Regions from separate parts of the Mus musculus genome. Here regions 1, 2, 3, 4, 5 and 6 are each linked to region 7. A link is a contact called in public Hi-C, HiChIP or PLAC-seq and promoter capture Hi-C data. All regions are on one chromosome and are shown on one strand. The core of a region is the stretch at or near the end of the contact, and the rest is flanking DNA. Distances in the headings are between cores, read along the strand shown. Region 1 overlaps Tmem108 (transmembrane protein 108). Region 2 overlaps Tmem108 (transmembrane protein 108). Region 3 overlaps Tmem108 (transmembrane protein 108). Region 4 holds the start of 4932413F04Rik (RIKEN cDNA 4932413F04 gene). Region 5 overlaps Tmem108 (transmembrane protein 108). Region 6 overlaps Tmem108 (transmembrane protein 108). Region 7 holds the start of Nphp3 (nephronophthisis 3 (adolescent)).

Region 1 (2,700 bases), core at 65-2,564, 420 kb before region 7:
ACTTCACAATAGCATTTCTCGATCATTCAGGTCCACAGAAATGAGATTTGGTTTAGCACCATTGGGATTCTGCACACCTGTGAGCTCCCAGACAATGCCAGAGTTACTGTCTGAGAACCGCCCTGAGCAGCCATGGTCTGTGTTTGTACGACCAGCTTGAGGTAGGCTCACATCACCTGCTGGACATTCAGCTTCCGTTTCCAAGCCCGATCCCTATCCTGCCCAGATCTGCCACTACAGATTCCCTTCCTACTGCTGCAATGGCCCCATACGCATAGCTGAAGCCCAAGATCCCACACTCGGACACTAGGTTCCATCACAACTGGGCTCTGCAACTGCCCAGATTCCTCTGCCCACTTTAAACTTTATATCCTTGTGTGGTACCCAGCTTCCATGTCTCCTTAACAATCTGTGTTCCTCTTCCGTTTATAGTCCCCCTCCTCTACTGAAAAGGGCTGATTGATGTAGCTAGTAGATTCTGTAGAACTCGTAAACGAGGTGATACGATATATGGGCTTTCTTTCACATTGCTACCTCCTGGATCATAGACTCTACGGGAAGCCAGTTGTCATGTGGGTGTGCCTAGGAAGAGACCACCAAGGTATGGAACCAAGGCCTCCTGCCAATGGCCAGGCCAATGAGATATTCTAGAAGTAGACCCTCTAGCTGGTATCAAGCCTTCTGGGAATGGCAGGCATTACTGACACCTCAACTGCTGCTGTGTGTGAGATGTTGAATTAGGGCCATCAGGCTAAGGCGTCCCTGAGTTCCTGACCCTTGAGGGAGTAGGATGTATAGTGCCTTAAGGCGCTTAGTTTTGGGGTGCTTTGTTATACAGCAACAATGGGCCTGCCTTGTACACAGAGCCTGGTCACAGTGTTGACTGCTAGGATGTACAGTCCTATTCATTATCCTTCTAGAATCTGCCTTCCATTCAATTTCCCTGGGGAGCCTTTAATGGCCTCCACTCTCAAAGTCTGGCCACATGCCACTTCCACAGGTTGCCGCCCTGTGCTGCCCACACTCCTGTCCCCCTGTTTATTATAATATCTAGTGCCGATTGGTCCACCAGGCTCTGTGCTCTCCACAGGTGGGAGGGAGAGCTGCTTGGCATCCTCCCACCAGTCATGGTACCTAGGGCACAGCAGGTGTCACTGTGTGCCGGATGAAGGAATGAATGAAGGCAGCTGCTCTGGGATCATGGAGTGCAGCAACCTGTCCTGTATCCTGGATGCTTTGGAAAGACCTGCTGCTGCCTGCTCAACCCACCAACTCATCCAGGTTGGCCAGAGCCCAGGGCCTTTCCCAGCCTCATGTCTAGTTTTTGTTTATAGCACTCACTTCTAAACTCACTCCAGGGCCTCTTAGTCAGGACAGCACTGCAGAATAATCTCTTGTGGACGTTTAAAAATATCCTGCTCACAAGATCAGCCCCATCTCATGCATGGGCTCGCACACACGTGATGACGAGGTTGCCTGAGAGAGAGAGAACATCATACCAGAAAATCTAGGCTCGGGGAATGACTGTAATGAATATTTATTAGCACGTCCTTGGAGTTAAGGTAAAACATATCTGAACAGACTGTGTTCCTTCTATACGAGAGTGCACACATAACGATTAGTAATGATCATGCTTTTTTCCCTCCTAGTCCTGAGTTTTAAGAGGCTTGTATTTTATAGGTGTTTATAGAAAGACAACAAACGATATAATGATTTATATCTTTCATGCTTTTTTTTTTGAAAGTGCAGATATATTTCACATGCAGCTACTTCTAAAAACAGCTAAGGGGCTGGGGAGATGGCTCAGTGGCTAAGAGCCTTTGCTGCTCTCAAAGGACTTCAGCTCCGTGCCGAACACCTATATCAGGTGGCTCACAACCTCCTGTAACTCCAGCTCCATGCGACCTGATGCCCTCTTCTGGCCTCTGGGGTCACCAGCATGCATGTGTACATACACAGACAGACAGACAGACAGACAACAGATAAATAGACAGACAGTCAGAGATAGCCTTTCTCTTCCTCTCCCCTCTTCTTCCCCTCCTCCCTCCCTCAATCTGAAGCACAAACCACAGTGCTAAATCTTAAGCGAGATCTCTGGGACATACCTATAATCCTAGCATTTAGGAAGGACCAAGAGTTCAAGGCCTGTCCGAGCTCCATGGCTAGACCCTATCTCACAGACACCCACGGTATTAATTCTAGCCTGGAGAAGGTGTTCCTATGACAAGCTCAGTGATCCAGTGTGCAGTCTCCCTGTCATCTGCCCTATAGACAATCAGGAGGGCAAGCAGCACAGATGGTCCATTGCCAGGCTCTCTTCAGAAGCTCCTCCTCAGATGCCTCCCTACCCAGACTCTTACTTGGCAGCCTACATCTGAGGTACTCTTGGCCGAACCTCTCTGCTTGCCAAGGACAGCAGACAGAGATGGGAAGAGAGAGGTATGCTGTAAATGAGAGACCACTGTGTCGCAGTGGTTCTTGTAGACAGGACTCTGAATCCCTGCACTGTAGCCTCAGCCCGTGGAATAACACTTGAGTCTCATGCACCAGCGAGTGCCGCTGCCACCACCCCCAGTCCCCGGACATGGACACGCTGTCTGTCAGCCACAGCGGGGAGTTCAAGGACAATTTTCATTTATTTGTTTGAGATATGGTCTCACTCTGTGGTCCTCAAACTCTTTACCTTAAACTTTTTGTAGT
Region 2 (2,723 bases), core at 133-2,632, 290 kb before region 7:
GCTTTCTTAGTAGGTGTGCCTCTCCTCTCCCCAGCGTGAGAGCTGTCGAGAGTGGCCTCAGTCCCTGCTGCTGCAGCACTGGAATTTGGTTTCCTCCAAGCCTTGGTCTTAGCTCTCACATCTGTACCACAGCTACTCTAGTCCTGACCACAAGACGTCACTGTGAGAACCAGACGAAACCCCGTAAAGGGAAGTACTTCGTACGTTGTGATTCCGTAAACGACTTCGCAGGAAGAACACCTGTTCTCCTGCATGAATGTTTATGAAGCTGTGTGGATGGAGAGCCCAAGCTTTTCAGTCTGGTCTCTGACTACACCGGGTGTATCCTTATGCGTCCTTTGCAAATTCCACATTGGTTTACCCGGCCGGCAGTCACCCCTGAAGGGCAGACTCTTCAGAACACTGAGAATAGACAGTAAAGATTTGACTAATGGAATGCCCAGCCTTCAGAAGCAACTTCACCTTCAACTCCTCCCCAGAGAAAGAACTCCCCTGACGCCCACACTGTCCATGAACAACACACACAGAGAAGGCTGACTTCTTTCTCATGTACCCAAAGCACCTGAAGTTCGTGGCAGAGAAAACAGATTAATATTCTCAAAAGTTCTTAAGTACTAAAAGCCAAAGGCTCTAGTCTAAATGATTTTTTTTTTAAACAAATGCCTGCCTGCCCAGCTTTTTCTTCTACCTAAGAAGAAAACATTTGTTTTCTTAGGTAACTGTGTAAAACAGTTAAAACACTCTGTGTAAAACACAGAGTAACTGTGTAAAAACAGACTTCTTAATGTTTTAATATTTATTTATTGAGTTGGGGTTCACACATGCTATGGTACATGGAGGTCATAGGACAACATCCAAGGCTCAGTTCTCTCTTTCTACCATGTGGGTCTTGGGGATCAAACTTGTGTTGCACCCTTGGCCACAGGTACTACCCACGGAGCCATCTCATTGGCCAATGATGCTAAAATTCAAAACATACACACACACACACACACACACACACTTGTGTGTTCTGTTAAGTCAACTACTTAATACAGATGCAGCTGTAAAGGACCTTTGTAGACAGTTAAAGCTAAGAATGAGTTGATGTTTGAGACAGTAACATTGTCAGGGGTGTGTGTGTCCCAACACCATTATCTGAGTCCTAAAAGCAAAATTACAGATGCATGAAGGGAGGGAATCCAGGAGGCGGCAGCAGGAGGAGAGCGGGTGAGACTAAAAGCATGACAGGAACTTAGCCTACCACTGCAGGCTGGGCAGATGGAGGAGGGAAAGCAATCCAAGGAATGTGGGCAGCTTCGAGAGGAGAATGACCCTGCTGACAGCTGGCAGGAAATGAGAATCTGGGTGTCCCAAACACAAGACACCAGATGCCTCCTGCCCATCTGGTGGATCTGTAAGTATGCCTTCACTTCACCCTAGTGAAATCTGCCCATTTGTACCAAGAAGTATGAATACAGCCATCAGCATAGAATGGGATGTGTGTCTGTGAGTGCAGGCAGGAGTAGGGGGAGAAAGAGAACAAGAGACACAGAAAGAGACAGAGACACAGAGAGAAAGAGAGAGACACTGAGAGAAAGAGAGACAGAGACACAGAGACACTGAGAGAAAGAGAGATAGAGACACGGAGAGAAAGAGACACAGACAAAAGACACAGAGAGAAAGAGACACAGAGAGAAAGAGACACTGAGAGAAAGAGAGACAGAGAGACAGAGACACAGAGAGAAAGAGAGATACACAGAGAGAGACAGAGAGAAAGAGAGACAGAGAGACAGAGACAGATAGACAGACAGACAGAGAGAGACAGAAACACAGACCTACATATTTCTACATCATAAAGAAGCCTCCATTCGAAACAAGGACTGAACTGAAGAACTGGGCAAGTACCGTCTGTCTACACAATGGTTGGTGTATGGCCTTCTGAGATCATCATACCCAGGTGCTGGCCTCATGCGCCCTTTCTTCCTGTCCCCACGTGTTATCAATGCAAATGGCAGCTTCCCAGGTGACCAGAACCTGATTTCTCAGTAAGCCAGGAAGGATCACAGCTACTCATGTGATAATGTTACCTTTTCTACGCTTTTAATCGGGCCACTCCAGCCACCTCAGCCTCAGAACATTAGTCCTGAGCTCCTGACTGGATGATACTCTGCTGTCTCTGCTACTAGATTCTTAGCCTTTTATCTTTTGCTTGCTGTACCGTTAACAAACTCACTCTCTCAAAACCGGTATGACAGCTACCCACGGGTCATTCTCCAGCCATACAGAACAATATTCTAGTTAAGGTAGGCAGATTTACCCCCCACAGTATCAGTGTATGAATGAACTGATAACAATTCAACTGGACTGTTAGCATTACAACACCTGCACAAGGTTGGGCTCTGGGGGGGCGGGGGGGTTCATGAGGCCCCTCCCATTGCTGAAGAAATATAGATAAGTGGTGGATGGGGGAGGGGCTAATTACTTTCCTCAGTGGTACAGTCACTGGTCAGTTGCCCATGCTCCAGTAAATAACCTCCTACCATTGCTCAGGAAAGCAACTCTTATTAAACTCCCACCTTCACAAGTCACGAAAGTAGGAGGTAGACCTGTTGGGAAGGAGAAGGGATCTGGTGAAAGAAGATGGGGGGTGAATAGTGAACATGACTAAAATAAGTAAATAATATATATTTATTATTCCATATATATGAACATATATATGAAATTATCAAAGAATAAAATTA
Region 3 (2,700 bases), core at 88-2,587, 350 kb before region 7:
ACACCTCAGGTTGTCACGGAAACGAAAACATTGAGCTCCTATTAGTTCGGGGGTGAAAAGCGGTCCCTGGTAACCGGAGGGAAGGATGTGGAGATGAAGGGGGAAATACAAGTAGGTGGAAGGAGTTACGCCTGGGTTTCTGTGGCACTTTAGGGACACCACAGGCTACAGCAGACACTTGTATAATAACTGCACGTGCATGAGTACTCCTGGCATAGAGAACTGATTAGCGTTTGAGGACGTGGAAATACTAACTACCCCAATTTGGCCATTGCTCACCACTTACATGCGCAGCAATTCCTCCGGATCCCCTAGAGGTGTGCAGACGGACGGCATGTCTCACTTTTACAGTTCATTTCTCCCACCTCCACCCCCAATCCACATCCTGAATGAAGTCGTGAGATACAGTAAAATGTAACTGATCTTCATTAGGAACATGGGTGAGGGGCAGTATGGGCTTCAGTTCTTGATTATGAAGGGGTCAGATTAATCGTGTCCCCCAAGTAGAGATAGATAATGACTTTGTCAAAAAGTAATCCCTCAACTTAGAAACAACACTGGCATCTCTGGGGGCCATAGGAATATATATGAACCTATATGATTTCTTATCATACCTTGAAGATACTGCTCTTCTTCCATTCAAAAAAGTAGCAGTTAAGCAGAATTGGATATTTTCAAAGGCTCTCGTCACTGAAGAAGTAAAATGATGCTTACAGCTTACGTGATATCAATAGTTACAAGCTCAAGATGAAGCTTCTGAATTCTGGTATTTCTAAATAGCGGCTACACTTTAAACTTAATATAGCGATGACTTGAAATTTTGACAATGCACGTTGCTAGGTTTGGCCTAACTGTGTTTTCAATTACCTGTGGCCTTCTCTCTACTCAGAGCTCAGATAACTAGCAGCTGGCAAATCCCGGGTCTGTGGCAGGGCTCCACAGGCAGCATCTTAGATAATTTCCTCCTTAGCACAACTGGAATGGTAGCCTAAAATATTTTGAGTGTCTTTGGGCATTTTTTCCTTTTCTTTTCAGTGCAGCCTTGTCCTGTGTCACATGGGAGAGAGGCATAAGTGTTTTCACAGTCACATAAGCTGAGCTTTAAAATGCTTAATTTGGGGGAGGGGGGAGGAGGAATAAAAATCTTCCCAGGAAGCACACATTACTGTTCTTTACAACCGGATGGAAAATAACACTGTCATCTCCTACCATAAAAATATAAGGAAACACATAAAAACAAAAATGTTGTGGAATAGGAGGTAGCGCTCTTGGTTTCTCTCTACACTGTTTACATCAGAGCGGTACTGACATAATGAATGCACCATTAATGAACCCAGGCAAATAAAGACATTAAGATCGGCTCCTGCCCTTGTTTCCGGTGCATCTGCACGGAGAGGGCCTGTCGTTACTCAACCAGCTAATCACGGGCTTTTGTTCCCATCTCTGTGGTTTTGCTCATTGGGGCTAATCTACACAGCCATCTGGAATTTGATAGATAATTGCCTTTTGCAGGTCCCAGGGGCTTAAATGACACGTGAGGAAACTGAACCAGACATACTCTTCCCAGGTAGAGCAACAGCTGGAGACCACGTGGAGGGGGTGGGAGTGGGGGTTGGGGTGGGGGTGGGGAGGATGCAGATTGTCAACTGCAACACAGGCTCTGTTCCTTGTAAGAAGCTACAATGTATAGATGGTGATTCAGACAATGCTCTTTAGCCTGCCTGACTCTAGGATCAGTTTCTGCCCTCCTTAGCAGCCTCATCTTCTCCCAGACCAACCAAATTAGCATCTCCAGGAGCAAGGCTCAGAAACTCCGACCATTCACAGCCCGGAGATGCCGCAGGTTCACAGTACAGGAAATTGGGGACAAAAGAATAAATATCACTGGCCCTTTTCCTATGGAGATAATATTTTAAGGCTTCATTTATATTTGTGTTGCTTTGCAGAGTAAAAAAAAAAAAAAGAAAGAAAGAAAGAAAAAAATACATGCTTATTGCAGGAAGCTTAGGAAACACAGACCACCATCATCCAACAATAACATGGTTGGAATTGGGTGTGAACTCACAGATGGCTTCTTCCCCAAAGCAAGACACATAGGAGAGTCTACAAAGGAGATTCTATTGGGACAGTGCCTTCTTGATTGTCTATAAACTTCCCCACGGTGCTTTTCTCTCTCTCTCTCTCTCTCTCTCTCTCTCTCTCTCTCTCTCTCTCTCTCTCTCTGTCTCTCGTACACACATGTGAATGTATGTATCTGAGTGTGGAGGCCAGAGTAGGTGTCATTCCTCAGCAACTGTCTACCTTGTTTTTTGAGACAGGGTCTCTCATTGGCCCAGATTTTGAAGATTAGACTAGACTGGCCAGTGAGTCCCAGGGACCTTCTTGTCTGTCTCCCCAGGGCAGAGAATACAAGCTCATACCACTATGCCCAGCTTCATCCCATGGGCCCTGGGAACTGAATTCAGACCCTCTGGTTTGCCAGGCGAACACTTTATCGGCTAAGACGTCTTCCCAGCCCTGTGAAGTATCTTTAGAGTAAACGACTATAAAATGCCCTCAGCTACTTGGAGTCATTTAATATTTAGTGCTTCAAAGTCCAGGCTGGTCTGATCTCCCTTTGGTACTTAGCCCTTCAGGAAGATCTCAAAGAATGTATTTAGGGTTCCAAACATAACTAACCTAAAGCCAACCCCCAGTTTA
Region 4 (2,738 bases), core at 70-2,569, 450 kb before region 7:
TAGACCTCCTGTCTGGATCACACATCAGGGGAGCAGCCCTCCTGAGGAAGTGGGGGTAGCTGATAGATATCTCTAGGGGATGGACCACCATCTTGGGGGCTCACTCTTGCTCTTCTCCCTCCCACTGAAAGAGGAGGCTGGCACTTCAGTCACTCAGACACAAGCATTTAGATCCTGTGGCCATCGTCACCCTGAACACACCCTTTGGGGTTGCCGCCTCTGGACTCTCAGCTTAACTGGCCACTAATGGCTCTAAGTCGCTGGCTGCCTTACCCCACCAGCTCCTGACACAAGGTTTGCCCTGGCATTAGCCATGTGCCTCCTCTAAACCCCTTTTCTCATGAGGACTGGATCAGCACAAGGCTCGTGAAGTGAAAACACCAGGTTATTCCTTTTCAATAGTGTTCTTTTTGGCAACCTAGCGACCTGGTATTAATATCTTAATATTTATATAATACTTCCTGGTGTGCCCAGCTACTTGGTATCTTACATTCTGGAGGCCCACACACCGGGAAACACGATGATTCCTTTATGCACAAATATAATTCCTCCGAGGGCTGTAAGCACCCTGCCTCTTGTGTATAATTCCTAATTAAAGGACACAATGCTTATTTTACATTTAATGAACTCAGCGAAGCAAGGGCTTTGGGGGAAGAGGCTCTGCCATTTAAATCCTGACCCAACCACTTTGCTCGCTTTAATGTATTTTTTACTATAGCTTTAGTTTGTTTTTTTAAAAGTACCTTTAACATTTTAACATTTTCTTTGAAACATAAAACAATAACTAAGAGAAAAAGCAAGAAAAAGGGGAATTTTGTTAATGTTTGAAACGAAACTTATATGTGAACAAACCCATTAGCCATTCTAAGAAGAGCAAGGATGAGGAGAAGCTGAGAATTTGGGGAACGGGCCAACTTGGACAAGAAAGAGTCCTTTTGCAGTCCTTTAATTCCAACTTTTTCTAGATCTTTGATTTTACTTCAGGAGATTCCACTGTACACAGTATGCTGACTTCTGTTGACTGTGTGGTGTTTTTACCCAGGGAGCCTTGGTGAACCCGCCCCATATGGCTTTACTCTCAGCTGCAGATCTGATGTGCTGGCCTGTCATGGCTTTGTCCTGGTTCAACGGATGAGGCAAGGTGTGTGTAACCCAGCTGTCCAGCAGCCTGTGGTAACCCTGCTTCTCTACATGGGGCAGGGGGACTTGTAAGTAGTGACTGGAATGTCCACGAGCCAAGGCTCAGTTATGCAAGAGAATGTTTTAGGGGCAAATGACAGCTCACTTCCGCTCTCTACCTGAAAAGGGAAGGGGGGGGGGAACTTTCTAGATCACAGGTAAACCGACGCTGACATCGAGCATGGTAGCGCACAGAAATCTTTCAGGATATCACTTCATTTTACGCTTACTGCCTTTCAGGTTGACCCAAGAGTTATCTACATCTTTGGGTACAAATAAGGAAACTCGGAGCCAAGCAGCTACCTAACTGGCCGTTGGTCACGTGACGGAACAGCGGCGTTAGAATTTAGACCAGGCACTGCTCAGGGCACACCCATCTGAAGCCGTGTTGCTCTCCTCCTGCCTGCCTGATTCTGCGCACAGGCTCTAGGCCATCAGACTCTAAGTTTTACTGATGACGAGAAAAGCAATATGACAGGGCTGCATTAGCTAAATGGAACCGTCCTCCCCTCCTTCCCTCCCATCTCCCCTTCTGCTGCTGCCCAAGAATCAGACATAGCCGGATTGGACTGGATTAGAAGCACAGACTATGGTCTTCTCATCAACCCAAACTAGCTCAATTGTGAATCAGCTCGATTGTGAATCAGCCGCCTCTGTTAAGGACAACGGGCTCACTGGTCACGTCCAGAACATCACTGTCTTTGTAGTGGCCATTTAATAGATTAAAACATTGTTTTAATTAGTCTCTATCAATGACATTAGAAGTTTACAAAATAAGGCAAACAATAAAAATACCTCTCCTTGTTCCTTGGGAATGAAATTGCTTCTATCCTTCTACAGATAAGAGAATCATTGCAGGAAGGCAATCTCCCATCTCCACAAACAATCTTTAGAGCGGTATTTAAATCAAATTGCCTGGAAATAATCATATTTGAAGGAAGTAGAGAAAACTTCTTGAGGTAAGTCATCTCGGGGGCTATGTCTGCGACATACAGCCATGGATTTTTGTGTCTTAGAGTCTTCCTTGGCTTTAATTTGCTATTTTTTAAAAAAGCAAAGTAACTAATACAAAAATGGCTCAGTTTTTTTTTTTATAATGACATTCCTATGAGACATTGAAAGAATTGTAGATTAATGTTGCCATCCACTCTCAACAGCTCTGAGGAACATTTTTATTGGACAATAAAGCTTTCTTCCTTGTGTTCTATATGATTCCTTTTTTTCCCTGTCAGAAGATACTACTGTTTGTATAAAAAGGAGAAATACAAATGCTTATTATCCAGCAAAGCAATTCTAGTAAATTAAATTCGTTCAATTCACATAAGGCACAGAGGACCAAACACTTCGGGGAGTGGGAAGTTAATATTCAAACACAATGCATTTGAGACCTTTTGCATACTGCTCAGGTCTATCTTTGGCAAAAGATGGCAGTCTTCCAGCCTGCAGATTCTCTCCCAGTGTGTGGAATCTGATTGCCACATCACCAGCTGTCGTTGGAAGTGGTTCTAAAATTCACATAGACCGTCTTGTAGCTTTTCTCCTAGAGTCTGAGCTGACAG
Region 5 (2,700 bases), core at 26-2,525, 400 kb before region 7:
CTGAGCATCTTCTATCACTCTCTACCTTGTTTTTGGAGGCAGGGTTTTCTCACTGAACTTGGAGCTCACTGATTATCTAGATTGGCCAGGTAGTAAGCCCAGAGGATCTTCCTGTCTTTACATTGCCAACTCTGGGATTATAATATGGGTCGCCATGCCTGGCTTTTATTCCCTATGGATGCTGGGAGAGTTTCATGTCCTTGAGCTTGAGTGGCAAAGCATTTTACTATCTGAGCTATCTCCTCAGCAGCGCCCCCTGGCAACTACCACTTTTATGACATCTAAATGCCAAATACTTCTGACAAAGATTTAGTATTTAAATTGATGTATGCTGTAAATGTAAACTGTCCATGAAATTCCAAAGGACTGCTATTTGCGTATGTGTGTGTGTGTGTGTGTGTGTGTGTGTGTGTGCATGAGTGTAGCAATATTACTAGCCATTTTTTAGTACTGATCCCATACAGAAATAATATTTTGGATACTCTGGTGTAGAGAATGGATGAAGTCCAGGGTGAATGTGCATTGTTGGCTGTAAACACGACATTGTTGAGGAGCCCAACATCTCAACCTTGTAGGTGTGGCAAAGCCTTTCCCAGGGGAAGCTCAGAGGGACTACGATGGCTTACTGTGGTTCTAGAGCTGACAGTATGTGCACAAAATGTCCACAATACCTTTCTCACTTTTTCCTCCTAGATGTTTAAGGCCCGAAGACTCCTCCCCTATAAAGAGTGTCTCTACCAAGATTAGCTAAACCTTCTTCAGCCGTATATAATAACCCCATCCTCTTAGTTATCTGTATGCAACCCAGCTCCCTTCAGCTGTAAACAATAACTCTACTTCCCATTCACCTACATGTAACAAACACACTGAGCTTCCTGGGTGCTATGGCTTCTCCATCAGACCCGATCCCTTTTTGTGTGTCTGTCCATATGTCCACCTACTCTTCTTTTCCTTGTTGCTGTAGTTCTGGGACCCACATGGGGACATAGCACATCATAGTAAACAGAATGTGCTATCTGAATTGGCTCTACTCATTTCTTTTCATTTATTTATGTTTTCAAATTTAGCTACTGGAAAAAAATTTAAATGAGCCATGTGGCTCATGTTGAATGTCTGTGAATACATGTGATATGATCATGACTGTGGGTCTCTCTGACCATCCAATAGCCTGCTCACTGCTCCTCTGTCTAGTTCATCTCACTACTAATGCCACTGTCCCAGGAGAGGGGTAGAGGGGACACTCAAGTACCAGGCATTCTTGTAGGCTGAAAATAGCATGTGCTAACTTTTAGCTGACAGTCCAGAGGGACATGTGAGTGATAAGCAGATGCAGTCAAGAGAGGCATCAGATAACTGCGTGTCATAGAGAACTTGAGGGAAATGTGACAGAGAGACTAGATGGTAGCATGGTGGATTGTGGGGCTAGAGTCTCAACAGCGGGGGACAGAAATGCCAGGCTGGATGAATGACTGGCTCCAAAAGCGCCACGCAGAGCACAGGATAAAGTGCTAGTTAAAGGAAAGAAAGCCAGTATGACTGAGCACCAGCCAGGTGTGGGACGACAGAACTCCCAGCATGCACTTTGCCACCGAGGCACTTAAACTTCCTCCCTCACATCAGTCAGGCTGGGGACATAGCCACTCTTATCAGGATGGACACGGTATCTTTAATTGCTAAATGGAGTAGCCTTTACTAGAGGGTCTTCCTTTCGGCTGTGAGCGCATATGAGTTCCATCTAAGCTACAGAATAAAGCTCCTTCCAGAAGATGAAAGAAAAGGGCCCCACGCTGGCCACTAATGTCTGTTGAGATTTAACAACATCATCTCCTAACACTCTCCTTTCTTCTGTCCTTTGCTTTTGCAGAAGCAAATGACCTGACAGCCATCCGACTCAGTGTCACGGAGCTTCGCAGCTATCTTCTCCTCATTGAATACATAAGCATGTGTGCCCATCACTCCTTCCTCATGAGAACATCTGTATGGCTATTTATTTCCTTCTTCCTTTATAGGTAACCATGACTTGCCTTAGAAATCTATAAACGACTTTCTAGTTTTCATAGCTCATGATTTAAAATTTTATCACATTTATTGTGTGTGTGTGCGTGTGCGTGTGTGTGTGCACGTGTGTGCGTGTGTGTGTGTGTGTGTGCGCGTGTGTGTGTGTGTGCGTGTGTGTGTGTGTGCCTGTGTGCGTGTGCGTGTGCGTGTGTGTGTGCCTGTGTGCGTGTGCGTGTGCGTGTGTGTGTGTGCGTGTGTGTGCGTGTGTAAGCCTGTTATACACACGGAGGTTAGAGGACTTCTGAGAGTGTGTTCTCTCCTACCATACATGTCCCAGGAACAGAACTCAGGTCGTCAAGCTTGGCAGCAAACACCTTTACCATCTCACTGGCTCTAGAACCTTATAAAGTTTCGGTTGACTGGGGAGAAATTTGGATTCTAAGATTGGTGATGATTCCAAATACCTGCCTGCCACATGCAAGGCCTTTGGTTCAACCCCCAGCCCTACAAATAATAATAAAGAAAATCATGACTAATAGATAAGTGTATAGCTCCGAGGAAGACACTTGCCTGGCGTGTGCAAGTTCCTGTGTTCAATCCCCAACACCACCAACCAAAAAGAGTCTCGTCTCCTAGATGAGATGCATCCTAGAGATCCTAGAGAAACGTTGGTCTCACAGGGAAGGAGTACAAGAATAAAAT
Region 6 (2,700 bases), core at 74-2,573, 480 kb before region 7:
TTTGGCTTGTCTAGACAGTTTCATCACCCCCCCTCCCCTCCTGTTATAGCGCATGGCGGGTAACTGCCAATCCTCTCCCAAGCATCTTAGGAACAGAAGACAGCCCCTGCTCAGCTGTTTTGACAGTGTCTTCTCTCCTCTGCCATCACATGGAACTTGGTGGTTCCTCTGAAATACGGAGTGGAAAGAATGCTTTTTTTTTTGAGCATTTTCTCCTCAAAACCTCACACTCCCGTCCTGCCACTCTGCTTGAAGCCCCTCTGCTCCAAGTCCCTTGGAACACACACTGTGCTGAGTCACAGGTCTTTGTGCAGACTTCAGACACAAGAGCAGAGGAGATGGCTCAGTCTGCCCAGTGCCCTCTGTGGATCCCTAACGTCCACACACTTTGGATCTGGAGTGTGCAGGAGGCATGCCTGTAATCCCAGAGCTGGGAAGATGGAGACAGGGAAAGCAATAGAGGAAGACACTAGATGTTGGCTTCTAGTCATGCTCGCTCTCTCTCTTTCTCACTCAAGCACACACACCTTCACACCATTAAACATAGTTCCTCAATTGAAGCACTGGAAAGATACCAATAGTTACTATTGGTATGTACTCACACTAAGTCACAAGTGTGGTCTGGCCCAGAGGGACCACAACAGGCAGCCTGGGCTTCAGAGACATTAAACTTACGTAGCAACACGAACTGGGATGAACATATGTCTTTAATTAACAAGGTCCTAATTTTGAACTTTAGGGGTTTAAGGGGAGACAAAACCAAAGCCTTTAAATAAACAGCAGCATCACTTTAACACGGCCATCCCTGAACACTCCAGGGTGACATCCAGACCCTTCCGGCCATGGCTGTGTCCTGGAGTGAGCAGCTCTGACCACTGGGTTCCTGCAGGCGCTCACACACAAAGCAGGAGAGCAGAGCGCCTGCCTCCTCCCTTCCCATGAGCCCAAGAAGGATCTTGGTTTGCATAATGAATTATTCATCAGGAGTGTGAGGTGCTGATCATTTTGAAGTAAGAAAATCAAAACTAAACCATAACTAGTTTTTGAAAAGCATGTGCTTAGCACATATGCCGAATGAACATGTAAAGGAAAAAGCCAAATTAGAAATTTATATCTCTGTTTAAAAAAAAAAAAAAAGATTCTATGACATTTAAAGTAAAATCTGACAGGCTCCTGCCACCAGCCGGGGAGGCTGCCTGGCTTCTTAAGCCACTCTCTGAGCTGGGATCGTGCCAGGATTTGCTTGGCAAGGTGTGGGGGAGGGGTCTAGGGAGGGCGTGCCAGAGGGGCGGCACCATGCTATCCACAGAGCTTCATCTCTAAGTCAGGGGTTTCAGAGGTCAATTCCAGGTCGGAGGCTAATGTTCTGTGCCTGGCCCTTCTGGCCCCAGCCTCTGTTCATTCTCTCTCATACTGGCTCCCAGAGGCACGGCTAGACTCGAACAAACACACATACAGGCCTTCATGCTTCTGCTCCATTCAGCTTACTGTACTAGATGAGAGTCCGGGCACAGCTAGAGGTGGGGCTGAGCTGTGTGACCCTCCGGATGCTGGCTTACTCTACTGTGCCCCTGAAACACAGCTGGAGTCTTTCAGATATCTGACCACGTGTGACAGAGCTACACATCAGTGTGAGGCCCTAGCTGTACACATCTGGGCATCCTACTGGCCGAGTTTCACTGGCATATGGTCTGTATGGTAGCCGCCATGTTTTTACTGTAGACATGGATGTATGCCTTTCCCCTCACCTCCCACATGGTTTCCAAAATACTGCAGGGTGATGTCCATCAAAAGGGGCAACTAAATAGTAGGTCTTGTGACAAAAACATCAAGATCGAGATTTCCCTGAGGAAAGAGACCAAAGGTCAACAAAAGCAGAAAAAGGCAAATACAGTGGGCAGGATCGAGTGGTCTCATTGCTAAGCAACCTTACCTAAGGACATAGCTAGCGCACTGATGCTTCCCGAATGTCAGGAGAGAGCCAGCGCCTCCGTGTGAAGGGAAGTTTGGGCAAGCAGGCTCTCTGATTAGACAATCACAGCCCTGTTTTCTTTCTCTGAAAAGGAGTGACTGAAGAAAGAGGCTGAGGAAGGCTCTTGCCCAGCTCCTAACTTGCCTCTCTGTCTGCAAGTTTAATGAATGAGTCTCCACACTCTCCCCATCTCTCTCCCAATTCAGATCTCACGCCCCAAGCTTCCTCTGTCAGCCCGGAAAGCACGAGGTGACAGGGTTGGCTCAGATTGCATAGCTGCTCTATGTTTGATTAAAGTCTGTGATGATTATGTTGTAAACGTGACAGGATCTAGAGTCATCTAGTAGACAAACCTCTGACAGACCTTGCATGTGTGTGAGGGAGTTCTGAGACCGAGCTAAGTGAATGGGAAGACCCACTCTGACTGTGGGGTTGCACCCTGGGCAGATGGGAAAGGAAGAAGTGGGTTGACTATCAGCATTCATCGTTCTCTGTCCCTGATGGGGTCTAACGTCACCAGCTGCCTAATGATCCCACTGCTACAACTTTCCACGATGATGGATGGCACTGAGTCAACCATGTCTTCCTTAGCTTATTCTGCTATGTATTCTGCAGTAGCAAGGAGAAACGTAACCAATGCAAGGTCCTAATTTGTTGGGTGAGAGATAGGTGGCTGAAGGAGGAACAGCCATGCTTGGTAGAGTCTCCTGCTCTCCCTCCTCCTAGAA
Region 7 (2,709 bases), core at 152-2,651:
GCCCCAGGTACCTACCCAGCATTCTCTGGTAGACATCTTGCTTGCTTATCTACATCTCAGAGTTGGCTTTCCAAGAATCCTAGGGATGCCTGTGGATGGAGTGAGCCACCAAAGACTATCTTAGGTCAGCCCAAGGAGGCTCTGCATGGACTGATGCTTAAAATGCTACCAGATTTCTTACAGCTGGGGATGGAGTAAGCAAGCACTGGAATAAGATTATATCCCCCTTGGGTAATGAGGCTCCCGGTAATGAGGATGATGGCAGAGAGAGTGGCTGGCATTCGGAGACTGCCTAAGAAAAGGGCAAGTATAAAGATTACCAGCACCCAGCTCACAACAGTGTTGAGTCAAAGCCACTGCTCACTTTTCTGTCCCCTCTAACCTGGGGTACCAATCTGGGATGGGCAGGAAGATAAGTTAGCAGACCAAGGACAACTTGGAACAGTAGCACGCGTTCCCTTCCTGCAAACCCTGTACTTAACAATTTTCTTCCGTCTAGAATAGGGTCCCTGGCATCCTTATCGCCAGGCGTTATAAAACCTGAGCTTATCAAGGATGGGGGTGGGGGGAGAGAAGGGTCGCGGGGGTGGGGGGGTTCAAGTGGTGATGCTTCGAAGTTCTTTCCTGGCTGGCATTATTTATTACATGTTTCCTGAGAGACACACTAGGCACTGAACTGCCTCCAGAAAAGAGCCCTTTAGTCAGGACCACAGAAACAGTTGCGGCAGAGCGGGGGCAGATGGGTATGTGATCTAGTTCTTGCTCACTGAGACAAAGTTCACGCAGAGGGAGCAGAGCTTGTAGGTTTGGGCCTAGTCTGGAACCTTCCCTTCTGGATGTCCGGATCTCCTGGTACCGCCCAGCTTGCCCAGCTCAGTCCTGCCGCCTGCTCCTGCAAAGCAAGTTCTCAGGGCCGCCAGCTCCGTGATACCCATTCCTCTCCTCCCGAGTCTCATTTCTCTCAACCCTCCCTTGTCCAGCTCCTCTACTGGTCTCATTCAGAAGAGCACGCCCCCGCGTGTCTGGTCACGCCCCCAAAGCCTGGCTCCGCCCCACAGGACTCCTGGCCACTCCCCCTCTCGTTGTCCAGCCAGGACCACCTCTCCGACTCTCTGACTGGTTTTCTCTTTCTTCTGCTGCTGCCTTACGCCCCACTTACCGGGCTACGACCCTAAAATCTGGCCCGACACTCTCTCTGGGCACTGCTCTTCTCAACTGACCACACCTCCTCTCGCTGCTACGTCCCACCCCTCTCTGTTAGCCTTAACATCCCCAGCTTGCTCGGCCACGCCCCGAAAGTATGGCTCCGCCCCTTCTCAAGACGGCCACTCTTCTTCAACACCACGCCCCTCTAGTTGCCACGTTACGCCCTTCTCCCCAATCACCAGGCCCGGCTCACTTACTGCTCCGCTCTTCCCTCCAAACTCCGCCCTCTCCTCTACAGCACCTCGCCCCACCATCTAGGCCCCGCCCTTAAGGCCTGGCCACGCCCCGGCCACCTCCCTGCTCCTGGCCACGCTCCTCTCTGATTTTGGTTTCTCCCTGCGGCGCTCCGCCCCGCTTGACAGGCCCCGCCCTCCTGGTCCCGCCTCCTCCTGGCACCCAGCCGACTCTCAGCCTCAGCCGGCCGCGGGCATCATGGGCACAGCCTCGTCGCTGGTGAGTCCCACTGGCGGGGAGGTGATCGAGGACACGTACGGGGCAGGCGGCGGCGAGGCCTGCGAGATCCCGGTGGAAGTGAAACCCAAGGCCCGCCTGCTGCGCAGCTCGTTCCGCAGGGGCGCGGGAGCCGGGCCCGGGTCGCTGCCTCGCGCGGCAGGGGGCGGCGGGCTGCTGGGCGCCAGCTTCAAGTCCACCGGCTCGTCTGTGCCCGAGCTAGAGTATGCGGCGGCCGAGTTCGAGCGGCTCAAGAAAGAGTATGAGATCTTCCGGGTCAGCAAGAACCAGGAGTTGCTGTCCATGGGCCGCCGAGAGGCCAAGCTGGACACGGAGAACAAGCGGCTGCGGGCGGAGCTGCAGGTAACGCGGGACCGAGAGCGTCGCAAGCGGGAGGCTCTGAGGAAACTGAGACCCGAGCGCACCGCTCAGCCGCTTGGTGGCACCACCATCCTACCCCAGCTACAAACCAAGTTGTTTTCTAAATTGTGCAAAAGCTGCTCCTCCTTTATGTGGAATCATTATTTGAGTGTAAACTAATTTCTTATCAGCATCTTCCCCTGCCCCTTTCAATTTACGGTTCATTCATTAAGACACGTTGAATCAACCCAAGTCCTGAAGTCGAAAAATTTCTCAGAGCAACTACACACAAACTCCTCCCGGTTTTAGGTATCTCCAAAATGGAGTTCTTGGGTTAGTTTTCTTCGCGAAGTTCGGCAGATTCTGGGGTTTAATGATACGATAGGAATTTTTCTGGAAACCTCCTGATTTTATGGTTTTTAACTGTTGTGATTAAAAGTCTTCCCTGAGAGTACTCAAACTCTCTTAGTCCATTTAGTTAATGGACTAAACAGTTACTGCAATGCTATTGTAGGCCTTATAACAGATCGCCTTTGATTCATTCGGATACTAGGTAAAGCAGAACTTCTCGGAGTAAAAATATGGGACTATATGCCGTGGGTTCGGAGCCTCTCTGGTGGTCATTTGTTTATACCTTTCTTTTCTGTGAGAGGGATCTCTGACAGCCCAAGAGCTCCCGGCACATCAGAACTT

Evidence for each region. Promoter capture Hi-C pulls out the DNA fragments that hold promoters and counts their contacts. A called contact is a pair of places that touch in the nucleus more often than the background predicts. HiChIP or PLAC-seq counts read pairs in DNA pulled down with a chosen protein or histone mark.
Region 1: an H3K27ac HiChIP or PLAC-seq map of heart atrium shows a contact between it and region 7, with 6 times the contacts expected there. The contact joins the enhancer-like site here to the promoter of Nphp3 in region 7. A contact is called at or near these places in 18 of 39 promoter capture datasets (the 3T3-L1 cell line, the C10 cell line, the HPC-7 cell line and 11 more), 1 of 15 datasets of contacts at CTCF or cohesin (large pre-B cells), 4 of 484 Hi-C or Micro-C datasets (the HL-1 cell line, the N1E-115 cell line and embryonic stem cells), 21 of 115 datasets of contacts at active chromatin or transcription factors (cardiomyocytes, craniofacial prominence, embryonic basal ganglia and 12 more) and 1 of 9 other capture datasets (embryonic stem cells).
Region 2: a Hi-C map of Th1 cells shows a contact between it and region 7, with 2.4 times the contacts expected there. The contact joins the enhancer-like site here to the promoter of Nphp3 in region 7. A contact is called at or near these places in 7 of 39 promoter capture datasets (the C10 cell line, HPC-7-derived erythroid cells, embryonic stem cells and 3 more), 2 of 15 datasets of contacts at CTCF or cohesin (large pre-B cells and pro-B cells), 21 of 484 Hi-C or Micro-C datasets (the HL-1 cell line, Th1 cells, Th2 cells and 6 more), 6 of 115 datasets of contacts at active chromatin or transcription factors (embryonic forebrain, embryonic stem cells, kidney and 2 more) and 1 of 9 other capture datasets (embryonic stem cells).
Region 3: a contact with region 7 is called in a promoter capture Hi-C map of second pharyngeal arch cranial neural crest. The contact joins the enhancer-like site here to the promoter of Nphp3 in region 7. A contact is called at or near these places in 9 of 39 promoter capture datasets (the C10 cell line, cranial neural crest, embryonic stem cells and 6 more), 1 of 15 datasets of contacts at CTCF or cohesin (large pre-B cells), 1 of 484 Hi-C or Micro-C datasets (the N1E-115 cell line) and 9 of 115 datasets of contacts at active chromatin or transcription factors (astrocytes, embryonic forebrain, embryonic hindbrain and 6 more).
Region 4: an H3K4me3 HiChIP or PLAC-seq map of stem cell-derived neural progenitor cells shows a contact between it and region 7, with 21 read pairs. The contact joins the promoter of 4932413F04Rik here to the promoter of Nphp3 in region 7. A contact is called at or near these places in 17 of 39 promoter capture datasets (the 3T3-L1 cell line, the C10 cell line, the HPC-7 cell line and 12 more), 5 of 484 Hi-C or Micro-C datasets (the N1E-115 cell line, cortical neurons, embryonic stem cells and 2 more), 11 of 115 datasets of contacts at active chromatin or transcription factors (differentiating embryonic stem cells, embryonic basal ganglia, embryonic forebrain and 6 more) and 1 of 9 other capture datasets (pancreatic islet).
Region 5: a contact with region 7 is called in an H3K27ac HiChIP or PLAC-seq map of heart atrium, with 4 times the contacts expected there. The contact joins the enhancer-like site here to the promoter of Nphp3 in region 7. A contact is called at or near these places in 21 of 39 promoter capture datasets (the 3T3-L1 cell line, 3T3-L1-derived adipocytes, the C10 cell line and 14 more), 2 of 15 datasets of contacts at CTCF or cohesin (large pre-B cells and pro-B cells), 12 of 484 Hi-C or Micro-C datasets (B cells, the C10 cell line, CD8 T cells and 7 more), 15 of 115 datasets of contacts at active chromatin or transcription factors (the NIH/3T3 cell line, acute myeloid leukemia, cardiomyocytes and 12 more) and 1 of 9 other capture datasets (embryonic stem cells).
Region 6: an H3K27ac HiChIP or PLAC-seq map of embryonic stem cells shows a contact between it and region 7, with 7 read pairs. The contact joins the enhancer-like site here to the promoter of Nphp3 in region 7. A contact is called at or near these places in 10 of 39 promoter capture datasets (the C10 cell line, the HPC-7 cell line, cranial neural crest and 6 more) and 16 of 115 datasets of contacts at active chromatin or transcription factors (differentiating embryonic stem cells, embryonic basal ganglia, embryonic forebrain and 7 more).

The regions. Positions count from the first base shown.
Region 1 is chr9:103,578,462-103,581,161 of GRCm38.p6, forward strand. The region is part of intron 3 of Tmem108 (transmembrane protein 108); the gene reads right to left. All of the region lies in intron 1 of Gm32682 (a long non-coding RNA gene), which reads left to right. Among named protein-coding and RNA genes, the nearest start is that of Gm32682, 6.5 kb to the left of the region's middle. Within about 2 kb of position 1,315, at least 12 of the 459 cell types and tissues checked have an H3K27ac peak or open chromatin away from gene starts, as enhancers often do. A contact at or near this core is called in the N1E-115 cell line and heart atrium, where this site is marked.
Region 2 is chr9:103,708,614-103,711,336 of GRCm38.p6, forward strand. All of the region lies in intron 2 of Tmem108 (transmembrane protein 108), which reads right to left. Among named protein-coding and RNA genes, the nearest start is that of Gm46129, 11 kb to the right of the region's middle. Within about 2 kb of position 1,383, at least 53 of the 459 cell types and tissues checked have an H3K27ac peak or open chromatin away from gene starts, as enhancers often do. A contact at or near this core is called in Th1 cells, Th2 cells and pro-B cells, where this site is marked.
Region 3 is chr9:103,652,909-103,655,608 of GRCm38.p6, forward strand. All of the region lies in intron 2 of Tmem108 (transmembrane protein 108), which reads right to left. Among named protein-coding and RNA genes, the nearest start is that of Gm46129, 67 kb to the right of the region's middle. Within about 2 kb of position 1,338, at least 54 of the 459 cell types and tissues checked have an H3K27ac peak or open chromatin away from gene starts, as enhancers often do. A contact at or near this core is called in the N1E-115 cell line, pre-B cells and second pharyngeal arch cranial neural crest, where this site is marked.
Region 4 is chr9:103,555,771-103,558,508 of GRCm38.p6, forward strand. 4932413F04Rik (RIKEN cDNA 4932413F04 gene) reads left to right here and starts at 1,320. Exons shown (of 3, transcript NR_040764.1): 1 at 1,320-2,738. All of the region lies in intron 3 of Tmem108 (transmembrane protein 108), which reads right to left.
Region 5 is chr9:103,600,781-103,603,480 of GRCm38.p6, forward strand. The region is part of intron 3 of Tmem108 (transmembrane protein 108); the gene reads right to left. It overlaps Gm32682 (a long non-coding RNA gene), which reads left to right. Exons shown (of 2, transcript XR_379792.2): 2 at 1,865-2,067. Among named protein-coding and RNA genes, the nearest start is that of Gm32682, 29 kb to the left of the region's middle. Within about 2 kb of position 1,276, at least 4 of the 459 cell types and tissues checked have an H3K27ac peak or open chromatin away from gene starts, as enhancers often do. A contact at or near this core is called in heart atrium, where this site is marked.
Region 6 is chr9:103,523,893-103,526,592 of GRCm38.p6, forward strand. The region is part of intron 3 of Tmem108 (transmembrane protein 108); the gene reads right to left. The region is part of intron 1 of Gm32743 (a long non-coding RNA gene); the gene reads left to right. Among named protein-coding and RNA genes, the nearest start is that of Gm32743, 3.3 kb to the left of the region's middle. Within about 2 kb of position 1,324, at least 27 of the 459 cell types and tissues checked have an H3K27ac peak or open chromatin away from gene starts, as enhancers often do. A contact at or near this core is called in differentiating embryonic stem cells, embryonic stem cells and stem cell-derived neural progenitor cells, where this site is marked.
Region 7 is chr9:104,001,143-104,003,851 of GRCm38.p6, forward strand. It overlaps Nphp3 (nephronophthisis 3 (adolescent)), which reads left to right and starts at 1,402. Exons shown (of 27, transcript NM_028721.3): 1 at 1,402-2,019. The coding sequence starts at 1,639. It overlaps Gm33054 (predicted gene, 33054), which reads right to left and starts at 1,217. Exons shown (of 2, transcript NR_168653.1): 1 at 1,160-1,217; 2 at 618-892.